Regions from separate parts of the Danio rerio genome. Here region 2 is linked to region 1. Evidence: chromatin contacts called from public Hi-C data. All regions are on one chromosome and are shown on one strand. The core of a region is the stretch at or near the end of the contact, and the rest is flanking DNA. Distances in the headings are between cores, read along the strand shown. Region 1 overlaps skib (v-ski avian sarcoma viral oncogene homolog b). Region 2 has its middle 18 kb from the start of tmem51b.

The links. A called contact is a pair of places that touch in the nucleus more often than the background predicts.
Region 2: a Hi-C map of embryo shows a contact between it and region 1, with 1.5 times the contacts expected there. The contact joins two enhancer-like sites. A contact is called at or near these places in 4 of 18 Hi-C or Micro-C datasets (caudal fin, embryo, fibroblasts and 1 more).

Annotation. Positions count from the first base shown.
Region 1 is chr11:27,866,223-27,870,035 of GRCz12tu, forward strand. All of the region lies in intron 1 of skib (v-ski avian sarcoma viral oncogene homolog b), which reads right to left. Among named protein-coding and RNA genes, the nearest start is that of plch2b, 18 kb to the left of the region's middle. Within about 2 kb of position 1,924, at least 32 of the 62 cell types and tissues checked have an H3K27ac peak or open chromatin away from gene starts, as enhancers often do.
Region 2 is chr11:27,942,712-27,946,524 of GRCz12tu, forward strand. It overlaps a transcript of kaznb not described here. Among named protein-coding and RNA genes, the nearest start is that of tmem51b, 18 kb to the left of the region's middle. Within about 2 kb of position 2,225, at least 23 of the 62 cell types and tissues checked have an H3K27ac peak or open chromatin away from gene starts, as enhancers often do.

The sequences.
Region 1 (3,813 bases), core at 674-3,173:
TGTGGAGGGTTTCTTAGGTTATTAAAGGTGTTTTCTGTCACTGCTTGTTTAGCCTGCATTCAGTATAAGCCGCAATTATTCATTAAAGATCGGGATCTCAACATCCACGCAAAAAACATTATAAATTATAGTGATTTCTATAGGTTTACTAATCCTTCGAATTGCTGCATTAAAATCTGTGTTTGAAATATGCAAAAACAAAGAAAGGATTCAGAGTCTTTTGAGTTAGTTATTATGAAGTTACAAACAGTAAAATAACACAAAGTCCTGGGATAACAGTTTATAGTTTAGATAAAAGCACTAATGTTTATGGTAAAGGTTAAAATCACTGTCATATGCATTTCACTGATGCTCAAAAATTAAAGTTGTAGGCAGCAATTACACTTTTTAACCAATAGGTGGTGACAACCAGCCATCAAAAATTTGCCACTAAATAATTCTTCAAAAATGACACATCTAGCAATTAAACATGAAGTTTTATGAATAATTAATCGAATCATTTATTAAAAATGAGACAAAAAATATGAATGGTAAAAATGATAATGTTAGATATCTACATTTAACGTTATCATCTCCAGTACTAATAACAGTAAATTTTTCACAGTACTGATTATTTTACTATTTATTTTTATTCCGGTGATTAATTCTTTATTTTATTTTTCATAAAATTACAAGTTCTAAGTTCTGTTTGTTAAAACCAAAAGTTTCTTGCAGTACTGTTTTTATAATAAATGGAAAGCAAATTTGTCTCTTCCCCTTTTTGGCTGATCCAAAAAATGGTCCGATACGTAACTAAAAACCATAACATGATCCGAACCGTAGGATTTGTAACTCGTTACACCACTAGATATAGTTATATATATAATTATTATGTGGAATCATTAAGAAACCTTTTTAGGGTGGGTGAATTTGGAAAGTAATCATAATCAGACACAAATATCTGACTTATTCCCCCAACTTTTTGGATGCGACAAAATACCAAAAACAATTCAGTGTGTGATTAAACTGCCCAGATTGATCACGTTGAAACAAAAATTCATAAAACAAAATTCAAAACAGAAAATACACAACATGGTAGAAAACATTGTCCAATATAATGAGTTTTAGGTAATCACCATTGACAGACAATATTTATCTGGGTTCAGAGGGTCAAGCAAAGCATCAAAATGTACAACTGGCTCACTACCCATGTTTTGTTAGAAGTCTGAACACCTGCTTGCCTTGCGCAAAGGGAAATTTGTTGTTTTTTTTCCCTTCCAAAAATGCGGATGGGTAAGTCAAAACATGACTCAAGCGATGAACAACCACTGCACACCCAACAAAGAACGTCTGTCTGTGTTTGTTCCTTCCCTGAGGTCTGGAGTTCCAGGAAGACCAGGGCGTCCCAGACATAATAGTCTTTGACTGTGCACCCTCCCAGACACCACAAGGGAGCCGCTGATGCAACGTCCGCTGATCTGAAATCAGGGCAGCCGTGACACGGGACTCACTCATCACCACATCAAACGTGTGGCCTCGTGACACACATGCAGGGCAGACTGTATCAAAACCACACAATTGATCCAGATTAGGACATGCACAACATCTGGGTGCAAACCTGGAGCCTTATATAAACCTTCAAGGAAGCTTGTGGCCATCTGGATTTATGATACAATTTTGAAGAACTCTAAATGAGGTTATTGCAAAGCACTATGTGTTGCCCTAGCCTAGACTATAAATACAGATGAAATATTCATGTTGGATAAAATGTAGCATGCTCTATATTGTTAATCATGACTGAGAAAATATAACAAGGCCTCCATTAATGCTGGAGCACATGAGCGAGTGATTGAAAGAGTGAGCAAGTGAGTGAGTGAGTGAGGGCCACATTTCCTCTCTGTAGTTTGCTTTGGCTGATGGCCCTGTGGGAACCCAGAGCGTCTGGTTCCTGAATGTGAGTGGGCGGGTTCGAGGAGCAGGACCACAGAGGAAACACAAAGCAGCAGGAATGTATACTTGAAGGCCAAGTACGGCTTACTCTTAAAGTGGCCATTCAATCCTATGCCCTTTCAACTGCCTATTGTGCAAGATTTCTTTGAAGGCATGTTATAAAGGAGCCCTTTACGGCAAACGCGAGGCTGAACATACAAGGATGAAACGTGCATGTTCGTGCCAACATAACCAATGCTTTTTTTTGCATGAAATCGGTTCATGAATTAAATTATCCCATGGTGGATACATAAAAATATTATAAGAACATGCTATTCTATCCTAATAGGCCAAATATAATAGCTGATAACATCCCGATATAGCATGCATTCCTAGTTTTGACTGGGGCTGATACGGATTTGAAAAGGATTGAAAAATGTCATTTTTGCCAATGGTCCAACATGTGCAGACATCCTAAACAAATATTGAGTAAAACAGTTAGGAATGCATGGCTCCATCCAAGAGCCATGGGTGAATGTTTTCATAAAATGGATTGGATATCATCTGACCACTTTTGCTTCTGATTTCGAATGACTAATGAAGCAAATTTCGACCTTCGAGTTACACCATCCAGCTCGTTCAGGGACATGGTGTGTGCTTCAAATCTCTGCTGATATCACTTGGAAGCCAAACAAGTGGAGTTTCATTTGCCGTGAAACAAAAATAGTCTGCTCTGTTGAACTTGTTTGAGCAACAAACATCCTCACAATAATGCGCCACACTGCCTGAAAGTGCTGTGGCGGTGGTGGTGCGCAGCAACCAGGCACAACAAGTTTCCTATTACAGCTTTTCTTTCCCCCCACGGAAATCCTGCATGTAATCCCCAGATCTGTGTGTGCTTTGCCGTGCTCTGCCAAAGTCAAGGGCAAAACTGGCGAAACACACTTGAGTAGGAGCTTTGCTGAGATGCGCTGGAGATGGGCTCTCTGATTAAGGGGGCTTCTGGAAGACCATACAGGATGAAAGTGTGTAAATAAAAGTATGTGAGAGAGAAAGGAGAAGATAATGCCAGCTGTCCTCATGCAAGTGCAAGTGCTTTGGAGGGTCTCGCAATTTTATATTAAGCCCGGTTGTCACCAGGTGTCAGCTGGCAGATCATTCCTTGCAGAGAAAAACTGTGCCATCACGTTTCCCCTCAAGTCCTTCCTCTTCAAGAAGTCAGATATGGAGCCTTAGGGAAAACCAATCTTGATTGGATTGTGCTAATAGTCTTTGGACTGGAGTTTTGCTGCTGTTTGAGCTGAACAGGGAACAGACTTTTAAGGCAGAGGAGGGGCGTAATGCGTAATCCTGCTCTGAGACTGATGGAGGAATCCATCTGCTTCAATATGGCGTATTCCAGCAGGCACATAAGGGTATGGACTGTTAATAAGTCCTCCAAAAAAAGTAGTCCACTGCTACAGTGCAAATAAAATGGATCCTACAAAACGCACACATACAGTTCTTCCCAGTGTCTAGTAGTGTTGCATGATACTGGAATTCGGTACCAATCGATACTGAAATTTAAAAAATGTCAATTTCCCTCTAACATTGAGCATGTTCTTAAACAGCGCCGAATTGCCATTGTGTTCACCTGCACAACAGAAATTACTGTGATTATCCATGAAAGTCATCAGTTCAACAAACTTACTTACTGAGTTTAAACACAGATACAGTGACTAAAGAAAAATATCAAAAAACTAACTGCTAACATATGCCTAAACTGAAAACCCAGATTCTTTTTCGCACTACACTTATGCATTTTTTTCCAATGTCATTTGAGATATAGGTTAGTGTAGCAGGTGTAAAGACTAATAAGAAACTTTTTGTACAGCAAGAGCAAATTTGGATGATATTTATTGCCAA
Region 2 (3,813 bases), core at 975-3,474, 77 kb after region 1:
ATGCTCAAAAGGTTTTTATGATCACTTATTCATTCATTTTCCTTTAACTTAGTCCCTTATTCATCTGGGGTCCCCACAGCAGAATGAACCATCAACTATTCCAGCATATGTTTTACACAGCAGATGCCTTTTCAGCCGCAACCCAGTACTGGTAAACACCCACACTCATTCACTCATACACTATGGCCAATTTTGTTTACCCAATTCACCTATGACGCATGTCTTTGGACTGTGGGGGAAATCGAACCGCCAGGAAACCCAGCCGAACACGGGGAGAACATGCAAACTCCACATGAAAATGCCAAATGGTCCAGTCGGGACTCGAACCAGTGACCTTCTTCCTGTTAGGCGACAGTTCTAACCACTGTGCCACCAGTTTTATTACTCATATGAAGTATATACTGTACATCTCTGAGGACAAAGCGGCTAAAATACAATTATACTGTAGATTGTAAAAAAATATGTCAAAAAGGCATGACTAAAACTGTTTTTGTTACTCTAACTTATTTGAAGTTAATCAGGTTTCAACTAAAATTAAAAGTTCTGCAAAGTTTAACTTCATATTTTTAGACAGTTTGATTGATATAATAGTTTAGATGACTAGACAATTTCATTTGATTCGAGTAAAAAATTGAAGGCAGCAAGAATTTTTACAGTGAAATAATTGTTTCAATTTAAAATAACGTTCATATTTTATTTTACATGTAATGAACTATTATCTTCATTACAAAACTATATTTTCAACAGTTTTAACGTGAAACAGTACTAGAAACATTTCTTCTTATTTTCAATGTTATGTGCAGTTTAAATGGATAGTTCGCTGAAAACTGATCATTTACTCACTCTACTCATTTCAAACTGCTTTAAGTTTATCTTTTTTTTATTTGTTGAACACAAAATATATTTTGAAGAATGTTATCATTGACTTCCATAGTATTTTGTTCCTACACTGAAAAAAAATATTCAAAGATGATTCCTTTTTACTACATTTTTTAAGGTTAAGTGGTTGTAAACAATTTATTTAGGCTGAAGTTAATCAAATAAATTAATTCATTCATTTTCTTGTCGGCTTAGTCCCTTTTTTAATCCGGGGTCGCCACAGCAGAATGAACCGCCAACTTATCCAGCAGGTTTTTAGGCAGCTGATGTCCTTCCAGCCGCAACCCATCTCTGGGAAACATCCACACACACTCATGCACTATGGACAATTTAGCCTACCCAATTCACCGGTACCGCATGTCTTAGGACTATGGGGAAAACCAGAGTACCCGGAGGAAACCCACGCGAATGCAGGGAGAACATGCAAACTCCTCACAGAAACACCAACGGACCCAGCCCGAGGCTCGAACCAGCAACCTTTTTGCTGTGAGGTGACAGCACTACCTACTGCGCCACTGTGTCGCCTCAAACAAATTAAGTTGAACATTACTCAATTTAATTAACTTAAATTCAACACAAATTGTTTGCAACATTTTTTTTCAGTGTTCACTGTAAAAAGCAATTAGTTGACTTTATTTAAGATAGTTTTATATTATAAAAAATTATTTAACGTAACAGTTCCAAGTTACAATGGGTTTACTTATATTGTTTTTAGGTGAAGTTTTTTGGGGAACTATACCTTTAATGTCTGCTCTCTATAAATAAATATTTAAATAAAGGTATGAGAGCTGTCAATAGGGTGGTACCTTTTCAAAAGGTTTGCATTTGTACCTAAAAGGTCCATATTAATATTTCATGGGTACATATTAGTGCCTAAAAAGTACAAAAGTGTACCTTTCAAAAATTGTAGCTACAAATATGTTTTTGAGGTACCAATATGGACCCTTTAAGTATAAATGTGTAGGGTTTGAAAAGGTACCACCCTTGTGACAGCTTGCGTACCTTTATTACTGAGAGCGTATGGAAAAAATTAATAAATTCAGTATTATTGTGAAATACTGCTACAAATTAAAACACAGCTCTACCAGTAATTGATTTATGTGATTGCACAACCAAATTGTTAGCATAAAAAGTATGCATCTTCATTAACATCAGTGTAAAAGGGTCTGAAATACAATACATTAAAAGAGCAGTCATAAATGAAGAGCAGAGCAGCATTTACCTTTCCGCTCTTAACATTGTCAGAGCAGGCGCGCATGTACATTGGCATGGCCATGACCACCTCCAGCCAGGCCTGCACAGTGCCGGCTCTCCACAGAGACATGGGCCTGCTGCGCGTCAGCTCTGCCTGCTGCAGTCGCTCCAGCTGATCCTCGCCGTCCGATAGGCTGGGCTGTGTCTGACTGGAGACGCTGTCTGAGTCTGGATTGGTCAGGAACACCAGGAGGTTTACAGGGGCCGAGAACAAAACAAAACCGGCTTATCCACTTCATTTAACATCTATACACAGACATCCTCTATATACTATAAGAGCAGGTTGACTATATTATAATAACTTTAACTGTTAAAAGCTATTCGTAATTAGTTAAAGTTATGGTAATATAACCTTAGCTTTTCTGATTTTATTTGTAATGCACCTTCTGTAGAGTTGCTTTGAAACAGTAATAATTGTGAAAAGTGCTATACAAATACACTTCAATTGAACTGAACTGAATGATCCATCCTGCACATACAAGCTTTTTTTGAAAAATAAATAAATATATATATATTTAAATATATATAAATATATAAATATATTCTGCTCTTAAGGGAAGGCACTGCAGATGAAAAAAACTATTTTATTTTATACACCTGTTCATTTTGGTGTATTTTTTCAGTCTAATGTAAGAAAACATTCAGAATATACTAAGTGTTTCTTTTGTTGCAACTTATCTTGTTGTGTATGCTATTAAACTATACTTTTATTTTTATTTATATTTTTATTCTCAAACTGAGTTGAGTTTCATGCACTGAGGGATAAAGCTCCGCTTCAGCAGCACTTACAGATTTATTCATATCTGTATTCTGAAGGATTTTACAGTGGGATCATAAACAATATGCCTGATTTAATACAAGTTTTATTGAAGACCTTGAAAATGTATACTTTTTGCTGTATTTTCTTAATCTTGGTGGCAAAAAAGTGTATTTTCCTTTAAAATATTTAATTGAGTCAAAATTTTGAATCAAACTTCATCAAATATTTTTTGCTAGAAGTAAATGAATACATGTTTAATAAAACGGCCTAATTGAACATAATATTTTAGAAAACTGTTAAAAATACTTTGTAATACAACAAAAGCCTGCAATTCCTAATGTGATGAGTCAACTAAAGTTTGCTGAAAACTATTAGTTGATATTTTACCCTATTCAGCTGTAGTGTCTTGCCTCAAAAGAAGCTTCTAAAATGACTTACTCTCTCTTAGTGAAAAGCGATGACCGCATGTGTCGTGTGGTCAACATTGGCAGATATGATCTATTCTGATTTCACCCAGACACCATGCCAAGCAAAACCACTTCCTCGTTCACCACCTCTAACTTTCACTGTACTGAAACCACTCTACTTCCTTCCCCATCCTGTGATCAATTTGCATTGAGTATAATGTGTGTTTTTGTGCTAATTTATATTCTAGCATTGTTTATTGGTTTACAAAAATAAATAAATAAATAAACTAAAAAAAAATCCATGTCATCAGTGTTGTTTGTGTTATATAGTGCATAGACTACAAGGAATATAAATACACTACTGGTATAACGTTTGGGTTCAGGTTTCTTTTTTTTTATTAGTCTGTTTATCAAGGCAGCATTTATTAAATGTAAAAAAGTTCAATTGTTAAATATTTATTAAAACTTTAAATAACTGCTTTCTTATTGTATATAGTTCATTCATTCATTTAT